2 separate regions of the Mus musculus genome follow, and region 2 is linked to region 1. The links are chromatin contacts, called in public HiChIP or PLAC-seq maps. All regions are on one chromosome and are shown on one strand. The core of a region is the stretch at or near the end of the contact, and the rest is flanking DNA. Distances in the headings are between cores, read along the strand shown. Region 1 has its middle 36 kb from the start of Gm22140. Region 2 overlaps Gm33281 (a long non-coding RNA gene).

Region 1 (4,116 bases), core at 1,165-3,664:
CAAAATGCTATAATGTTATTTATGATTATTTTTTCCTCTTAAAAATATACTCTAAAAAGTATTTAGAAGCTGGAGCTGAAGAGATGGCTTGGATTGTAAGAGCAACTGCTCTTGTAGAGGACAAAGATTTGGTTCCCTGCACATTCCAGAGCTCAGAATCTTCTGGAACTCCAGCTCCAGGGCATCTGATGCCCTCTGCTGGCCTCTATAGGAACTGCATGCACAGGGTGCTACATACACACACCCAAACACTCCTAGGTACAAAATAAAAATAAATCCTTAAAATATGAAGCATCCTGAAGCTAAATGAGAGGAAGAATCACTGTAGTCTACTTGTGGCTACCAGGAGGTCATTAGGACAAACTCCCTATAGCAGGGGTCATCTGTCACTTTGCCATCATGCCGTTTGATCATTTGAAGAAAATGAGAGCTAGAAAGTTGGTACCTCTCAACCTTCGTCAAAAGCCTCTTCATCTATTGTTATTGTTCGTTTTTGGACGTAGCAATTCACTATGAGGCTGAACTGGAATGCCTGACATGCTTTGTTCTAATCCGGAATTTATTTATTTATTTATTTATTTATTTATTTATTTATTTATTTATTTATTTATTTATTGAGATTAAAGTCTTGTCTCCCATCTCACTGTGTACCTAAGTTTGTCCTGGAACTTATGGTTCAAGGCCCATCCTGCTTCTGTTCTCTCCTCTTAGTCTTGGGGTTAAGTCCGTAGGAGGGCTCTTGATAATATTTCCCAGCATACCATGCTTTGGTTCTGAGGCTCTCAAGCTGTTTGCATCCCTAGCAAATGAGCCTCAATCCATGTTACAATGCATACACAATTTTCTGGGCCCGTACCATGCGATAGGTTAACCAAATTGGATGTTTAAACGTGGAAGGAAGTCTTCGATTATCATTTTGGTCCTGGTGTCTGCGTGATATTCGGCTGATTATTTTTGCTTTCCAGAACTTTCCTTGCAGTTGTAAAACACAGAGAATGTTGCTTGGTTACTCCTGTATAAGTGGAGTGGGATAACATAGCTGAAGTCCCTGCGCCAAGTAGCTGGGTTCAGTAAATATTAATAAAATGGCCCTCTGCTCCTCCTCATAGGGAGTTTAAAAAACAGAAAGCTTCCCTTTTGGCATTCTCTTTCATGCTCTTTGAAGATGTGCATATAATTATCACGAGCTGGGAATGGAGTCACTGGAGATAACACATATCACACTGTTTCCTGGTAACCATGCATTTAACTAGCAGAAGCGGGGCAAAAAAAGCAGGCTAGTTTTCACCTGGGTAAAAATCTCACTGGGTTTAGGGGTTACACAGAAGGGCTGTTGAAGAGGAAAGAGTGTTGCTGCTTGTTTGCATTCAAATGGACTCTAAGGAGACTGGCATGCTAAAGTTAGCCAGAGTTCCCTCCTTGAGTTGGAGATCTTAGAGTGGGTTACCAGCCAGATGTCTCCTGCTCTTCCTATGGGGCGGTCCCTGAAACAAGGGTCCGAGGGCTTGCTACTGACCTGAGCTACAGCAAACTGACAACTGTTGCGGCGGCTAGTGCTGCTAACGAGTTATGACTGCTGATGAAGTCTAATCCTTGCCCTTCTCTTTCCATTTGAGTTTCAGTCGGTCTTTGGGCTCCATTGGCTCTGCATTTTAACATCAGCTACGAGGGGAGAATGGAGTTTTTCACAGCTTGGGTGAAGAGAGGAGAAAGATTACTTCTAATTTGGGGACCTTGTTAGGTCTTTGGGGGGTGTTTATCCAAGGCCAGATATTAATTAACTCATTAATTAACTAATTTAAAATGCTACTTGAAAGGATGGAATTGATCTGAGAACCAACTCAGTGGTTCATAGACTGGGGCCCTATCAGGCTCATTCCTACAGCATTCATACACACTTAGGATTTAAATTTAATTGAAATTCTAATCCCTACCAGGTTTTTAATAAGAGGCAATTATTAAGAGATTAAGAAACTAGATTCTCATTTCCCAGTTAAAGAGGTCAGGCAGTTGTCATAATACTTTAGGGAGTGTTAGCTAAGTGGCAGTACTACCCAGCGCCTGTGTCACGTTCCTCTCAATGTATCTTAACCTGCCCATGTGTATCCAACTTACCCCGTGGAACCCATTGATAAACCATGGCAAAAGGAAACCACTCCATGGAAAGAGTGGCTAGAGAAGACACTCTTTATCCAAGAGAGGAAAACCAACAGGCTCTGTTTGCCCAGTATGAAAATAACCAGTGTTTGATTCCAAGCAAAAAAGACCATTCGCAGCCAACTCAAAAAGGGAAGAGGGTGGTGTTTCTGAAAATCCGGGGCCTGGGGCATTTTCTGGAATGTGTACAGTCAGAACGTGCACATTCGTCAGCAAAAAGAATGCACTCAGCCACACCCCTCCCACCTGCTGACGACTCATTCTTGCTTTGTGGTCCACAGGCCTCTGCCTTGGTGAGCTGCAGTTTAACATCAACTCCTTTCAAATACTGGGCTAGTCGTGACCCAAACCAGCTCGCCCATTTCCTGCTGTGTGAAGACAGCCCCTGTCATCGCCCTCTCTGGGCTTTGACTCTCTTACAGGAGAAAACAAGGATGTTTGAACAAGTGCGTCTAAAGTCCACTCAGGTGACTGAGTACCCAGTGACTTCTTAGGTAGCCAAAGGCTCATACATGGCCCCTGAGACAGCCTGTGGTAGCATTCTTATTACCTCGCTCTGCTTGCCGTTCTCTCTGTGAGAATGAGGAGCCATTAGCACAAACTATGCCTGTCTTCTGGCAACTCACTGGAAATGTGCCTCGGCCTCAGAACTTTTCACAAAAGACGGTTATCAGGGCTGCTCAGCTGACCAAACCCCACCTACAGCGCAGAATGAGGCTGCTTCTGTAAACTGTTCTCAGAACAGCAGAGCAGTGCCTGCGTTTCCGACACACACACACCCACTGCTATTTCCTCAGGGTTTCTTTGTTTTCCCCACTTTTAAGTTAGGGTTAAAGTCCCCACCCACCCACCTACACCCCTCCATTGGGCATTTCTAAACAGGAAACCAGATGGCTACTACTTAGATTTCCTTAACTTCCACTTTAATAACTACCAATAAATTCTGCTCCTGTACTAACTTCCTTGTGGTGACAGTGACTTTTAAGATTCGTGAGACTTTTGACACCACCCCCCCTTAGTTGGCATCCCCACAAACTGCTTCTTGTTGCTAAACTCTGCTCCTTTGTATAGCTGAATTTCCCGATTGCTGCCTCCCGAACACGCTCCATCTTAGACACTATCTCATCCGCTTCCCCCTGCCAGATATTGATTATCTAGACATTCTCCAATCCCAGTCCCTTCAGCTTTACCGTTATGTCTTTGTAGCTCTCCTCTCCCTTAAACACAGTGGAAACAGGTTATTTTAACAGCTCTGCAACTTGAACTATGCCTTGCCCATTTCCAAAACCAGCAAAGGCAGCAAAGCTTGTGGCAGCTGTCTTCCACACAACAACCCTTTGTTCTCTTAATAAGTCTACAAGGACACTATCACTTGGCACTGTGACATCAGTAAGAGTCACTCAAAAGGATGTCCTTGGTCAGTATTGCAAGTGAAGTGCTCATAGCCAAACATGCTCTCCCCATGTACACACCCATTAAGAGGGGGACAGGAAGGAAAGAGAGTTGAACTTCCCTGGGTTATAATGTCCACTTGAAGGAGAATAATGAAAGACACAGGAAATCTGTGTCCTACAGTTTACCTTGTTCCAGAGTCCCATCGAATGTCCTCACCCGCTTCCTGGTCCTGGCATTCCCCTGTACTGGGACATATGATCTTTACAAGACAAAAGGCCTCTCCTACCATTGATGGCTTATTAGGCCATCCTCTACTACATATGCAGCTAGAGACATGAGCTCTGAGGTGGGGAGGGGGGGGTACTAGTTAGTTCCTATTGTTGTTCCTCCTACAGGGTTGCAGACCCCTTTAGCTCCTTGGGTACTTTCTCTAGCTCCTTCATTAGGGACCCTGTGTTCCATCCAATAGTTCACTGTGAGCATCCACTGTTGTTTCTTTATTAGTGGCCTGTGGTAGACTCCCTCACTTAAGCTCAGGGAACAAAGCTGAGATGTGCTTTGTTC
Region 2 (4,116 bases), core at 658-3,157, 920 kb before region 1:
TGGAGCTGTGACGAAAGGATGGACCATCTAGTGATTGCCATATCCAGGGATCCATCCCATAATCAGCTTCCAAACGCTGACACCATTGCATACACTAGCAAGATTTTGCTGTAAGGACCCTGATATAGCTGTCTCTTGTGAGTGCCGGGGCCTGGCAAACACAGAAGTGGATGCTCACAATCAGCTATTGGATGGGTCACACGGCCCCCAATGGAGGAGCTAGAGAAAGTACCCAAGGAGCTAAAGGGAACTGCAATCCTATATGTGGAACAACACTATGAACTAACCAGTACCCCGGAGCTCTTGTCTCTAGCTGCATATGTATCAAAAGATGGCCTAGTCAGCCATCACTGGAAAGAGAGGCCCTTTGGACACGCAAACTTTATATGCCCCAGTACAGGGGAACGCCAGGGCCAAAAAAGGGGAGTGGGTGGGTAGGGGGTCGGGGGTGGCTATGGGGGACTTTTGGGATAGCATTGGAAATGTAAACGAGGAAAATACCTAATTAAAAAAAAAAGACACCTGGGAAGAAAGTGTCAATGAGCCATTATCTAGACCAGGTTGGCCTGTGGGGTTGAATGGATTGCCTTAATTGGTGAGGGAATATCTGGAAGTGAAAGTGGGGGTCACCAATCCTGGTTTGGCATTGTGGGTTGTATAAGAGGAGAGAAAGCTGACTGAGTGTTAAGCATGCATGTATACAATCATTTCTTTTTGTTCCTTACCAAAGATGTGATGTGACCAGATGTCTCAAGCTCCAGCTGCTGTGACTTCCCCACAGTGATGGACAGTAAAATGAAATTGTGAGCTAAACCAAACCCCTTCTTCCTTAAGCTGGTTTTTATTGGCATATCTTATTACAACAGCAAAACTCAAACCAAGACAGTGGCCCAGGGACAGTGGTGAAATCAATGAAGTGTGTCTCTAATGTCACACAGTTTCCAATGTGACTGTCACCGATCCTTTTTCTTCCTTCCATATCCCAATAAATCAGGGGTATTATGAGACACCTCTCCCGGGGAGAACTGAGCCATTTCAATGCTGGTATTTAAAGCTTTGTGCTCTATGGAAATAGGCCCAATTCCATCTGCCAGTAGAATTGACTGCAGTTGTTTAGAGGAGTTCTATTTTCTTTCCTCTCTTTGGGCTCATCTAACCTTTGGCTCCTGGATTTCTATGCCTCATTGTCTTCAATGAGATAAATGGGTGCTATGGGTGGGTGCCATGGATGGCTGCAGTGGTCTGTGTGCTTCTGGTGTTCTCCCTTAAAGGTGTAGTCTTATTAGAAACTTCCAGGAATTAAATACAACATGATTTCCAATTACGGTGTGGTAAGCTGTGGGTCAGGATTTTTATGTGGAGGGCCACATCATACACATTTTAGGGTTTACATTTCACCGCACCTTTGCCTAGGATTCTTGGATCACTTTAGTTTTGTGTCTTTCATTTTCTCTGGGTTTGAGAATGCAATACAGCAAGACAACAGAAACAGAAGAGGCTGGGCTGCTTCTCAGTGCAGAATGCAGTGAAGGATTGGTGTAAGGTTTGAAGCCCTTTAGGAAGCTATTCTTCTGCTCTCATATTTGAATCCTGGCTTCTGAATCACTTAAAATTGCTCCAGGGATGACATTTCCAGCCTGTGAATATGTGCTAGAAATGGAGACAAGACATCCTCCAGGTACGACAGATGCCCCCAAACTATACTTACCACCTCGTTGGATGAGAATCGATTGCCTCTGAGGACAAGGTGTGGACAACCTCCTCTTTCCTACAGAGGAAGTTTTTGCTACTTGAGGTGTAGGGAGTGCATTTGCTGATAGCTGGGGATGTTCAGCCTATTTTTCAAGCCTGAGCAAACACAGCCTTTAAGTTGGGCCATGGTTGGTTGATTTATGACTCAGGAATGCTAAGTTCCCACCCTGGAATCTGACCAGCAGTTACATTGTTCTGTATACTGCCTGCTGCTTTCTACATAGATAATTACCAGAGGCTAATTTACAGATGCCAGCGGGAACGGAAATGGAGTGAATGGCTGCCCACAGAGTCAGGAATTGAATTTTATCAGGAGCCACAGAGAAGTGTGTTTGTTCTCAAGGAAGAAGGAAAAAAATATTCTAGAAGAGTGACTAGTTAAGAGCTCTGACAGCAAAATGAATTATCCAAGGAACATTGTTTAAAGCATTGCCTTAGAATGGCACAATCTGGATTAAAATCCATATTTCTTCACTTCATCAGTAATTTTAAAAAATCTGTCTAAAGTCTCAATTCCCCATCAGCATCATCAAAATAATGGCCAAATACTTTTTGAAGTTGCAATACTATATTTACAAAACATACCTCTATCTCAGTACCCCAGACCTTAACAATCAATAAAAGCCAGCTTTATGTTCTAATATGTGTCCCTATCAGGTGTGTAAGTATTGTCCTTCATTCACTAGTCTTTAATATCTTATCTATTAGCCCAAAGTTATGGGGGAGTTTTGTATATTTTCTGGCTTTACAGAATACAAGATGGAGGTTTGTGAATTTCAGTGAATGGCCTAAGGCTAAGAGATCAATCGAAGTAAGTTTAAAATATTTTTTCTTTTAAAACAGTTTTTATTGTTTGACAGTTTCATGAATCTATGTACTGGATCTTAGTCATTTTCATCCCCCCCTTCCTGCTCTCTTCCTGGTCCTCCTCTTCCTCCTCCTCCTTTTCCATTGGAGCCCCTCTCAACAAGACATCTTCTACTTTCATGTTTTCTTTTTGTGTGTGGTTTGCTGAGTTTAATTAGAGTCTCCTATCTATGTGCGGATGGCAGGTTGTTTATTGGAGCAAGGGTAATTTATCAATGGCTACACATGGAAGAAAATGACACCTCTTCCCAAGTAATCCTTAATTGCCAATGATCCACGGTGGGGAGGTCGTGGGCCCCTCCCGCATCTGTGAGGAGACATTGCAGGGCTCAATCTTGTGCAGGTCTTGTACAGATAATCACAGCTGTATGGAATGTAGTGGCTAGGTCATATCCAGAAGACATCTTTGCTGTGTCTCTCCCTATCCTCTGGTCTTTATAGTATCCTTTCATACTCTTCTATAATATCCCATGGGCCATGGCGGGGATGATATGGCTGGGCCACTCAGGACTTATGAGTCTACCATCAGTTATTGGCAACACATTAACCAGTTCCCATTTTTCCCATCAGCTGCTGCTTCCTGAAGCTTCTTTGATGAAGGCTGGACATACCAATAATTTATGGTTATGAGCATGAGTCGTTAGAAGGCAGTTTAACAGTATGACTATTTGGCAAAATATTAGTAGTGGCTTCCCTCAGGGACCAGGACCTCCACAACCATGGGTTCTTGGTTAGGTTTACAGAAATAGGCATGCATTTCCTTTTGTGGAGCATGTTTCAAGTTCAATAAAAAAATAAAAGTCGCTGGTTGTCCCCACAACAGTCATACCACTGATGTTCCAGAGAGAACACGTAGTCTGGGAGGTCACTGGCAACTTGCAGGACTCAGAGATGCATGACACTGCTGGTCTTTATGATCCATTAGCATCCTGAATAGCACCTTATAGGACTAGAAAGCCTAACTAATAGGCTTCCAGCTTCCAGCTCAGTTCCTGTTTGATTTCTTTATGTCTTTTTACAAGTGTGCAGTCTCTTAAGCAGTCGACTCTTACCATCAAGCTTTGGCGGGTGGCCAATATCTTGTATAGTCTGGGTGGGTAGGGCTTTGGGGACTTCCTTAGATAATGACTTGTAGGGAGGTATCCCATATCTGGCATTGGCATTTTTGTTTAATAACCCATGGCTTCTGGGATGAGCATTATTCATCCATGTGGGGGCACCTGCATTTACACACTCTTCCTCTGTCTTATATTTTTAAGTAATCAGTGGGTTTCCATATGACTTTTCCATAGATCATTAGTTTTGGTTACCCCCATCCCCTGCCCCGCTCCTCTTCCCTATTCTCCTACACCCTCTCTGCTTAAACCTTTCTTCACCTCCCAGCATGTGCTTTCTCTCCCCTCTCCCTTAAGGCTTCTTCCCTCCCTCCCTCACTCCAATGGCCCCTAGAAAGCTTTCTGGTCTTTACCAGCCTTCAATGTTAAATGCTAAACATTT

Evidence for each region. HiChIP or PLAC-seq counts read pairs in DNA pulled down with a chosen protein or histone mark.
Region 2: an HNF4G HiChIP or PLAC-seq map of pancreatic cancer cells shows a contact between it and region 1. The contact joins two enhancer-like sites. A contact is called at or near these places in 1 of 484 Hi-C or Micro-C datasets (embryonic fibroblasts) and 1 of 115 datasets of contacts at active chromatin or transcription factors (pancreatic cancer cells).

What each region holds. Positions count from the first base shown.
Region 1 is chr8:32,219,704-32,223,819 of GRCm38.p6, reverse strand. It overlaps a transcript of Nrg1 not described here. Among named protein-coding and RNA genes, the nearest start is that of Gm22140, 36 kb to the right of the region's middle. Within about 2 kb of position 2,414, at least 33 of the 459 cell types and tissues checked have an H3K27ac peak or open chromatin away from gene starts, as enhancers often do. A contact at or near this core is called in pancreatic cancer cells, where this site is marked.
Region 2 is chr8:33,136,887-33,141,002 of GRCm38.p6, reverse strand. All of the region lies in intron 2 of Gm33281 (a long non-coding RNA gene), which reads left to right. Among named protein-coding and RNA genes, the nearest start is that of Gm33281, 11 kb to the left of the region's middle. Within about 2 kb of position 1,907, at least 26 of the 459 cell types and tissues checked have an H3K27ac peak or open chromatin away from gene starts, as enhancers often do. A contact at or near this core is called in pancreatic cancer cells, where this site is marked.